2 separate regions of the Danio rerio genome follow, and region 2 is linked to region 1. A link is a contact called in public Hi-C data. All regions are on one chromosome and are shown on one strand. Each heading gives the region's core, a stretch centred on a gene start, on an enhancer-like site or on the middle of the called end of the contact. The rest is flanking DNA. Distances are from core to core; before and after follow the strand shown. Region 1 holds the start of nedd9 (neural precursor cell expressed, developmentally down-regulated 9). Region 2 overlaps nedd9 (neural precursor cell expressed, developmentally down-regulated 9).

What was found. Hi-C and Micro-C count contacts between places; a contact is called where the count stands out from the background.
Region 2: a contact with region 1 is called in a Hi-C map of an unstated tissue, with 2.0 times the contacts expected there. The contact joins the enhancer-like site here to the promoter of nedd9 in region 1. A contact is called at or near these places in 3 of 18 Hi-C or Micro-C datasets (caudal fin, hematopoietic stem cells and an unstated tissue) and 1 of 4 datasets of contacts at active chromatin or transcription factors (caudal fin).

The regions. Positions count from the first base shown.
Region 1 is chr19:4,068,821-4,073,444 of GRCz12tu, reverse strand. nedd9 (neural precursor cell expressed, developmentally down-regulated 9) reads right to left here and starts at 2,241. Exons shown (of 7, transcript NM_001077282.1): 1 at 2,088-2,241. The coding sequence starts at 2,099. It overlaps LOC137488460 (a long non-coding RNA gene), which reads left to right and starts at 2,372. Exons shown (of 3, transcript XR_011007497.2): 1 at 2,372-2,485.
Region 2 is chr19:4,110,199-4,114,822 of GRCz12tu, reverse strand. The region is part of intron 2 of nedd9 (neural precursor cell expressed, developmentally down-regulated 9); the gene reads right to left. Among named protein-coding and RNA genes, the nearest start is that of smim13, 32 kb to the left of the region's middle. Within about 2 kb of position 1,917, at least 11 of the 62 cell types and tissues checked have an H3K27ac peak or open chromatin away from gene starts, as enhancers often do.

The sequences.
Region 1 (4,624 bases), core at 992-3,491:
TTAACATTGACAACCTAATTGTAAAGTGTTACCGCCATCATTTACTAAAAGTCTTGAAAGTGTTAATGAAAAAAAAGTGATTGAATCATCTAAATGCATTAGTCCATTTATAGGACTGATTCAGTTCTTGAGTTCTTCATAGGAGGGAAATATTATCAACTCAAGAATGATAACAACAGCTTAAAAGGGGTAGTTCCCTCAAAAATGAACATTTACACACTGCTTACTCTCCATGGAGTGGTTTTAAACCTTTTATTCTCTTCTTTGAACTAAAGATGATATTCTGAAGAGAGCTGAAAACCTGTAACCATTGACTTTCAATGAAAAAAAATACTATAAAGGTAAATGGTTACAGGTTTTCAACATTTTCCAAAATATCTTCTTTTGTGTTGAATAGAAAAAGAAACACAAAGGACGACTAAATGATGACTGAATTTACATATATTTAATTTCTAAGTGAATGATTGCTTTATTAATGAATGTCGACAATAACAGACATGCTGTAAACATGTATAAAATATTCATTAATAAGTCCATTCATCATTTCCAAAACAAACCCTCTGAGGCACAACCACAGCAGTGTAAAGAGCAAACTTTACACAAATCAAACACGAACATGTACATAAAATCCCGGAGTGGTTTTATTTCCAGCCTCCACCAGGAACACTCAGTATAACAGCAACCCTGTTACCCTGAACAAAATGCGTGCTGTTTGCTTTAAAACGTCACATTACACAATCACAGGGAGGCTCGAATTGGAAAAGGGGCTGGAGACGGGGCTAATGAATGGCCCCATATATCGTCAAGTGGGCTCCGCGTAACCTGAGTTGAAAATGCTCAGTGTAAATCACATCATTTATTACAAGTCTCGCTACAATAGAGCTCAAAGAGTGCTTTTGTGGCACGGTCGTAATAAATGATGCGATCTGCACTTTGCTTTTGGGTCATACCAGTCATCCAATAAATGCATGGTTGGTTACACACACAAATTACTGCTGTTCAGAGCCGGAGCCAGCCGGTTGCCAAGTTAAGGAGTATTTAACTAGTGAAACAGTACTGCTTTTAAAAGGGCAAGATGCTTTCATCCCATTCTCTGCTGCCTTTCCTAATAATAAATAGCATGTCCGTTAATACTTCAATGTGTATACACCTTTATATATTGTGTGTGCTATTCATCTTTCTCAATAAAAGGTGCTCTTTCGTTTTAGTTACACAAAACCCTGTTAGAATGATGTACATGGTATCTATCTATCTATCTATCTATCTATCTATCTATCTATCTATCTATCTATCTATCTATCTATCTCAAGAGTTAAAAAACAGATGCTCCTTCATTTATATAGTCACACAAAACCCTCGTAAAATGATGTACATGTAATTTCTACATATTTGACATACTAGTAATCTACTACTAATACTGCTAATCTATCTATCTATCTATCTATCTATCTATCTATCTATCTATCTATCTATCTATCTATCTATCTATCTATCTATCTATCTATCACAACAGATTCAATATCAGATGCTCTTTCATTTTAAAAAGTCACACAAAACCCTCATTAAATGATGTACATGTAATTTCTACATATCTATCTATCTATCTATCTATCTATCTATCTATCTATCTATCTATCTATCTATCTATCTATCTATCTATCTATCTATCTATTTATATATCTATCTATCTATCTATTTATATATCTATCTATCTATCTATCTATCTATCTATCTATCTATCTATCTATCTATCTATTTATATATCTATCTATCTATCTATTTATATATCTATCTATCTATCTATCTATCTATCTATCTATCTATCTATCTATCTATCTATCTATCTATCTATCTATCTATCTATCTATCTATCTATCTATCTATCTATCCATCCATCACAACAGATTCAATAACAGATCCTCGTCTGCTAACGTTACAGTTCAATAACAGATGCTCTTTCTTTTAAAAGTCACACTAAACCCTGGTAGAATGACGTACATGTAATTTCTACCTATATAACACTAGTTAGCAGATGAGTTTGAAGTATAGTTTACGGAAATAGCGCTCATGAATGAAGAGCCACTTACTTTGTACTTCATCTTGCGCGTCCTCCGCTCTTTAATAACTCCAGTGAGAAGCAAAATCCGAGTTCAGGTCAGAATAAACTCTTCTTTTATCGTTCAAACGAGGCTAGACGCGCGTTTTGCTCATGTTTGCTGCGTCTCTTGGGGTCGGAGTGAATGATAACGGTGCGTGTGTTCAGGTTTAGAAGGTCTGTAGTAACTGTGAGCGGGAGGGAGCGCGCAAAAACACAGTACTCCGAACCTGCGAGAGCTCATTTGCATAAAGCAACGCTCATTGGTCAGCGGTTGCGGGGACGCGCTTCTCGTTACGTCACTTCAGTCCGAGGACCAGACGTTGCGGAATTTGGAGAGTAAACTTTTATTAATACGCCATAAAAGGCGGCGTCGACATGTCCTAGGAGGTAACGTAACGCAGTTGTGTATTAGTCACGATCTATAGTAGGCTATTAGCTCACTGCTCTATATAAAGTGCATACCGGGCACACAATGAACGATAACTAGAGATTATTAGTTTGTAAACCATTTTTTATTAACACTACATGTTATGACTCTTATTCAGCTCCTTGATATGTTTTTCAAAATTCCTTTAATCGTAAACGTACTATTTCAGAAAGGAGCATGAATGAAAATAAATATAGTTGTAATAATTAATTCCCATAACTTTCTGTCATGTTTTTATCTTTTTTTCATGATATTTCATGATCATTCTGCTAATTTCACTGTCTGAAGTGAGCATAAATACATTATATATTAGTACCAAACTTGTAGCCTATATTTAAACTTTAATCTTTAATAAATATGATTGTATTTTACTTGTAACTGAACTTTTTTGTAACTTTACTTGTTACTTAATAAATTAAGTAAAACCTACTCAGCTTTCTGATATTTTGCGACTGCTGTTCCCATCATGCACGGGGGCATCTAGCATTTTTCATAGTTTTTCAGCAGTAATTACAATGTTATTTCACTTAAAATTGCGCATCTATGTTCCAAAAATAAATTACTATATTAAAAAAATTATAATAATCCACTGTGATAGCTTTACTTAAAGATTATTTACTAGTTTTTGTCAGGGTATTTCCAGGTTTTTCATAGGTTTTAGAACTCGGTTGATTGCTTTGATTTGGATTATACATGACAGTCTTGAGAAATAGCTTTGTCTCAACTTTGGATGTAAGTTTGTAGCCTGTGGGTACCTTAATGTGGGATTTTGATCAATCTCTTTTAGTCCTTGATGTCAAACAGCTTCAACTAGTTTATTTGTCAAACATGTTTTTAAGCCTCTTATATCTGCATCACTGTAGGCTGGCATTTTCGAGAGTGGCAACTGTTACCACCATTACCACATGCACTAGAATAAGGGACTAGTCTTACATAAGCCTCGAGACGAAAGTTTAAATGTGGTTGGTTGGGATTGATGCAAGAATGTTGCTGGTTTATGTTTTCCTCCAATCCTTCTCAAATGCAATCACAGTCTTAAAACAAGCGGTGCTCCAAGATTTACCTCTCTGTTTCCACTGGATTGTTTAACTTCCCATTTAAAAGGATTTTGTTTAGTTGTTGCTGCTTCTAGGTTTGACTTGCCATTCGACAAACAAATTAAGTGTTGAAGAATGAATATCATCTGTTGTGGTTTCCTGTTCGGAACAGTGTAGGTTGTTTGTGTGCTCATATGACACCATTGTACGATCTTATTTTTTCTAAATATAGTTTCTGACTGTGCATATTTTCTGTGAGTTTTTTAGCTAAAGAACAAAACAAAGCTTGATGTGCCACGTTGAGTTGTTGGAAACAATAATAGGTTGACGATTGTACTGATAGTTTAATTCTAATCTGTTCTGAATTTTGCATTACAACAAAACCCAGTAGTTAAGAAAGGTTTCATTATGCTTTTTTGTTTGGATTTTTTAACGACACGGTGGCTCAGTGGTTAGCACTGTCGCCTCGCAGCAAGAAGGTTGCTGGTTTGAGTCCCGGTTGGGCCAGTTGGCATTGCATGTTCTTCCCATGTTGGTGTGGGTTTTTAACTAAACTTTTAAACTAAATTGGCTGTAGTGTTTGAGTGTTTGTGTTAATAGGTTTGTATGGGTGTTTCCCATACTGGGTTGCAGCTCGAATGGCATCCACTAAATAAAACATATGCTGAAAAAGTTGGCAGTTCATTCCACTGTGGCAACCCCTAACAAATCAGGGACTAAGCTGAATGAAAATGAATCAATGAATGTTAATAGGCTGACAAGTGTACTGATACTAATAGTATAATTGTAGTCTGCAATTTAATCATAGTTATGTTTAGATTATTACAAAACCCAGTATTTAAAAAAGGTTTCATTATGATTTTTTGTTTAGATTTTTGGGCGACACGGTGGCTCAGTGGTTAGCACTGTCACCTCACAGCAAGAAGGTTGCTGGTTTGAGTCCCGGCTGCGCCAGTTGGCATTTCTGTGTGGAGTTTGCATGTTCTCCTCATGTTGGTGTGGGTTTCTAACTAAACTTTTAAACTATATTGGCTGTTGTGTATGTTTGTGTGAATAAGTGTG
Region 2 (4,624 bases), core at 668-3,167, 42 kb before region 1:
GCATTATTAACATTTAAGTCCGTGCCTGTAAACATTAGTTAATGCACCATGAGTTAACATGAACTAACAATGAACAACTGTATTTACATTAACTAACGTTTAATACCATGAATAAATACTGTAGTAAATGTATTATTCATTGTTTGTTCATGTTAGTAAATGCATTAATTAACATTAACTAATGAACCTAATTGTAAAGTGTGACCAAATAATATATGTATATTTACAGCGTCAACAAAATTATTGGCAATTATTAAATTAAATGAAATTAAAATTTCCAGTGATGTTTAACAGACATTTCACAGCATTTTCTATTAGATTTTTTTTCTTCTGGGCAAAGTCTTTTTATTATTTAAATTTGTCTGGAATTCTAAAATATTTTGAAATATGTAAAATTGCTCAGGTCAATTATTAGCCCTTTTAAGATTTTCGATTGGCTACTGTTGTCCAGTAACTTTCCTAATTAACTTGCCCTATTAACCTAATAGTCAAGCCTTTAATTTGCCATTTAGCCTGAATACCAAAGTATCTTGCAAAATAACTAGTTTTTTGGTTTAATTTCATTTTATATTTTTATTTAATAAACAGTAAATATCAGAATTCTTAGCCCCCCCCACCCCCCCCCCCCCCAAATTATTAGCCCCCCTGTTTATTTTTCCCCAATTTCTGTTTAACAGAGTTTTTTCAACACATTTCTAAACATAATAGTCTTAATAATTTATCTCTATTAACTGATTTATTTGATCTTTGCCATGATGACAATAAATAATATTTGACTAGATATTCTCCAAGACACTTCTATACAGCTTAAAGTGACATTTAAATGCTTAACTATGTTAATTAGCTTAACTAGGCAGGTTAGGGTAATTAGGCAGGTTACTGTATAATGATGGTTTGTTCTGTAGATTATCGAAAACAAATATAGCTTAAAGGGGCTAATAATTTTGTCCCTAAAATGGCTTTTAAAAAATTAAAAACTGCTTTCATTCTAGCCGAAATAAAACAAATAAGACTTTCTCCAGAAGAAAATATATTATCAGACATACTGCAAACATTTCCTGAATCTGTTAAACATCATTTGGGAAATATTAAAAAAAAATAATTTTAACTGTGTAACTTGACATAATATGAAACATTCTGTAAATGCAACAGCAAACAGAGACGCTATAATGGAGTGATCGTCTCATACAACTCCTCAGCTCAGAATATCAGTCTTTCTGCCCTCCTAAATTCCTAACATATCTTCAACTTCTGCCTTTTCTCTCCATCTTTTACGCTCCTCTTGTATGAAGCATCTCTGGAATGAACTCTCTGTTTTCTCTTCTTCAAAATCACACACACACATGCCATTGTCAACATATGAAAACACTCTTGGGTCACCGATGGCCCTTCAAAACAAGAACCATACGCACTGCATCCGGTCTGACTGACTCCAGATCTGCTCCAAAACCCCTTGTTCTGCCATATTGTCTACCACCAACTGTATATAGACAGTTGCTTCAATCAAATTTACTCCATAACAACTTCAAAAAAGTGTCTGCTAACCCTTCAGAAACGTCCTGCTTCAGTCTAGATATTGTAACATCTTCATCTTCATCCAATTCATCCTTTTTTTTTAGTGTAGAGGAGATTTGACCACCTTTAAAGAATGAACTGAGTGGTATTTTGAGTTGAGACGACAGAGACTTGCATTACATGTTGTTAAAAGGCTTGTAATATGTCCATTTTAGGAGGAAAACTAACACCAGAGAAAGCACGCATCGCTGTATCTTCCAGAAGCGAGACTGGAAACTCGATGGGAGTTGGGGAAAGCCACTATTTATTCTGTTTATTCAGGCTTTCCTAGGCGACTGGCGCTCATATAAAGCACTCATGGATGACACATGGAGCTCCAGAGATGGGAATGTCCAGATGTTTTTCATAAGCGGAGCGTCACACTCGTATTTTCACTCTGTGAGTTTAGGTGCACATCAATGACATTCCTGTCCATAAATCATCACGGAGGAACTCTAGGTTCAGCATAGTTCAGCAATTACCCACGTCGCCCTGCATGTTCCCATCAGTCTTAAATCACCTCCGATTCCCAGCAATCCTGAGAAAATGAAGGGAATAAATGGAGAACGGGACACTTCAGAGTCCTGATCAGTCTCACATTTCTCTGAAGATATGTACATGTTCCTCTTTAGCACAAAAGCCCTCTTATAGATATTAATATAAGTTATAATACAGTGTGTGTGTATGTATATGTATCTTGATAAATATACATACATGAATATGATAACAGACTGGATATTTTTCAAGACATTAGTATTCAACTTAAAGTGACATTTAAAGGCTTAATTAGGGTATTAGACAAGACATTTATGTTTTAAAATAAGCTTATCTTGCTTACCATAGCTGCATTTATTTAATAAAAAATACAGAACAAATTGTAAAATTGTGAAATGTTACTGCACTTTTAAAATGGTTGTTCAAAAGTAGTTTATAATTTAAATGATAATTTATTACAGTGATTTTACTCCAGTCTTCAGTCACAGGATCCTTCAGAAATCACTCTAATATGAATTATTATTATTAAAATTATTATTATTACTATAGTAATAAAAGCAGTAATGACTGTAATAATAATTTCATTTGAAAATCCATACAATAAGAAAGAAGTTATTTAAATAAATATTTTAATAAACTTAACTTTTTTACATGTAATAAATGCCGCCTTGATGAACAGAATAATTTTCTTAAAAAAAAAAAATAACGTGAAAAAAATAACTGACCCCAAATTTTTGACTGGTAGTGTATGCGTGTATAAATGTATTTTACATGTATGTTTATTCATTTTAATATTATAATACTTTATATTTAATACATGATCATTGTATTTAAAAATATATATTTTTTTGAAGATTTAACACATTTTTAAAAAAAATTTAAAATTACATATACATACATATATATATATATATATATATATATATATATATATATATATATATATATATATATATATATATATATATACTGATAATTGTTAGATTTCATATTTTGTGTAGATGTATAAATACATACAAATAAAAATATGATTGTTGTTTTATTGTGCTACCAATTTTTTTTTTTTATTAAATTTTTTTTTATATTTTACTGTTACTGTTGTCAATTCAAAATTACCATTCCATATACTACATGATATAATATTACAATGTTCAACATTTAAGGACACCCCTCACAAATCTCTTATTTAAATGAATGTTTTATAAAAGAAAATTTACAATATCATATTTGTGCATATACATGAGATTAGTCAGTACTGAAGCCAAACCTGGAGCTCATCTAACAAAACAAGTTACGATAATGGTCCAAAATTAGTAAGCACAAATTTATATGATAGAAAAAAATATTAAATAACATATTTTAAAAAGAAAGCAAAACTCAAGAGAAACAAAAAATAGATACAATTTTGTAAAAAATTAGTAGTTTTGTAATTTTTTTCTCAATATTTCGCATAAAATTAAATGTATTACCTTTCTATTTCTAAAGATGTTCAGTGACTAAAATGTTATTTTAATAAATATATACATTTGATAAATCTGTTTTGTTCAAATGGACCAAAATATATGATCTATATTTACTGAGAAATGGATAAAAATGTTCATTCAAAATGGATTGTTCTCAAATATGTTGAGCACTCTAAATATACAAATCCCTTCAGATATATCTAAATAAAATGCTTTATTGTTTTTGTCTAAAATATGTAAGAAATCTATCCCAAATCATGTTAGCTGCCACCTGGAGCTGCTGATGTAAAGCGTGTTGAATGTGGCGTAGTGTGAGGTGTGAGCTCTGACCTCTAGGTAAACACTCCGGTGACTCTTTCCCCAGATTCTCTTACAGCCTGACTGTGTGTGCGTGACTGAGACCGGATCGAATCTGAACCTGAGACCAGCATAATTGCTCAGGAGCCTCTTTTTTTTGTCCTTTGAGAATAAGTGCTGAAAAAGCAGCATGACGTCAAAGTGTGTTCTCTCCAACCTCGTTTTTCTCTATATGTGGCGTTTAGGCTAAAACTGTCCGAGCAAACCCAGTCATGTTTGACTAGTAAACAAAGCTGGAAAAAGGACAAGACAGTCTAGGGTTTGGCATCTCCCGATGATCTGCATTTAGTACAATGACATTTAAGTGCTTCTTTTTACTATGATAATTACTTAAAAAATCAATTACAGGACAGTCCTGAAAACATTTTTGACATAAAAAAACATAAAAAATTAGGCAAAAATGCAAATATATTTGATGTCAGCTGATTATCAAAATGACATCAAACTGACATCTAACATTAGCATCAAAAACATATCAAAAATCGTTTTACAGGACAGTCCTAAAATAATTAATTGACATGTTTTTGACCTCAACTTGACGTTGTTTTGACATCAAGGTAGTTTACAGTGATTGTAGATAACAAAATATTTTTTTTTTAGAATTGAAGCTTTCATATAAATAAAACTTTTACTATATTTAATTTTTTTGCATATAAAATTTGGTGGTCAAATAAGCATCAATATGTGGATGTCAGATAGACATCAAGGTTTTGACATCAAATGAATTAGCATTTTAGCATTTCACCACATTGAAC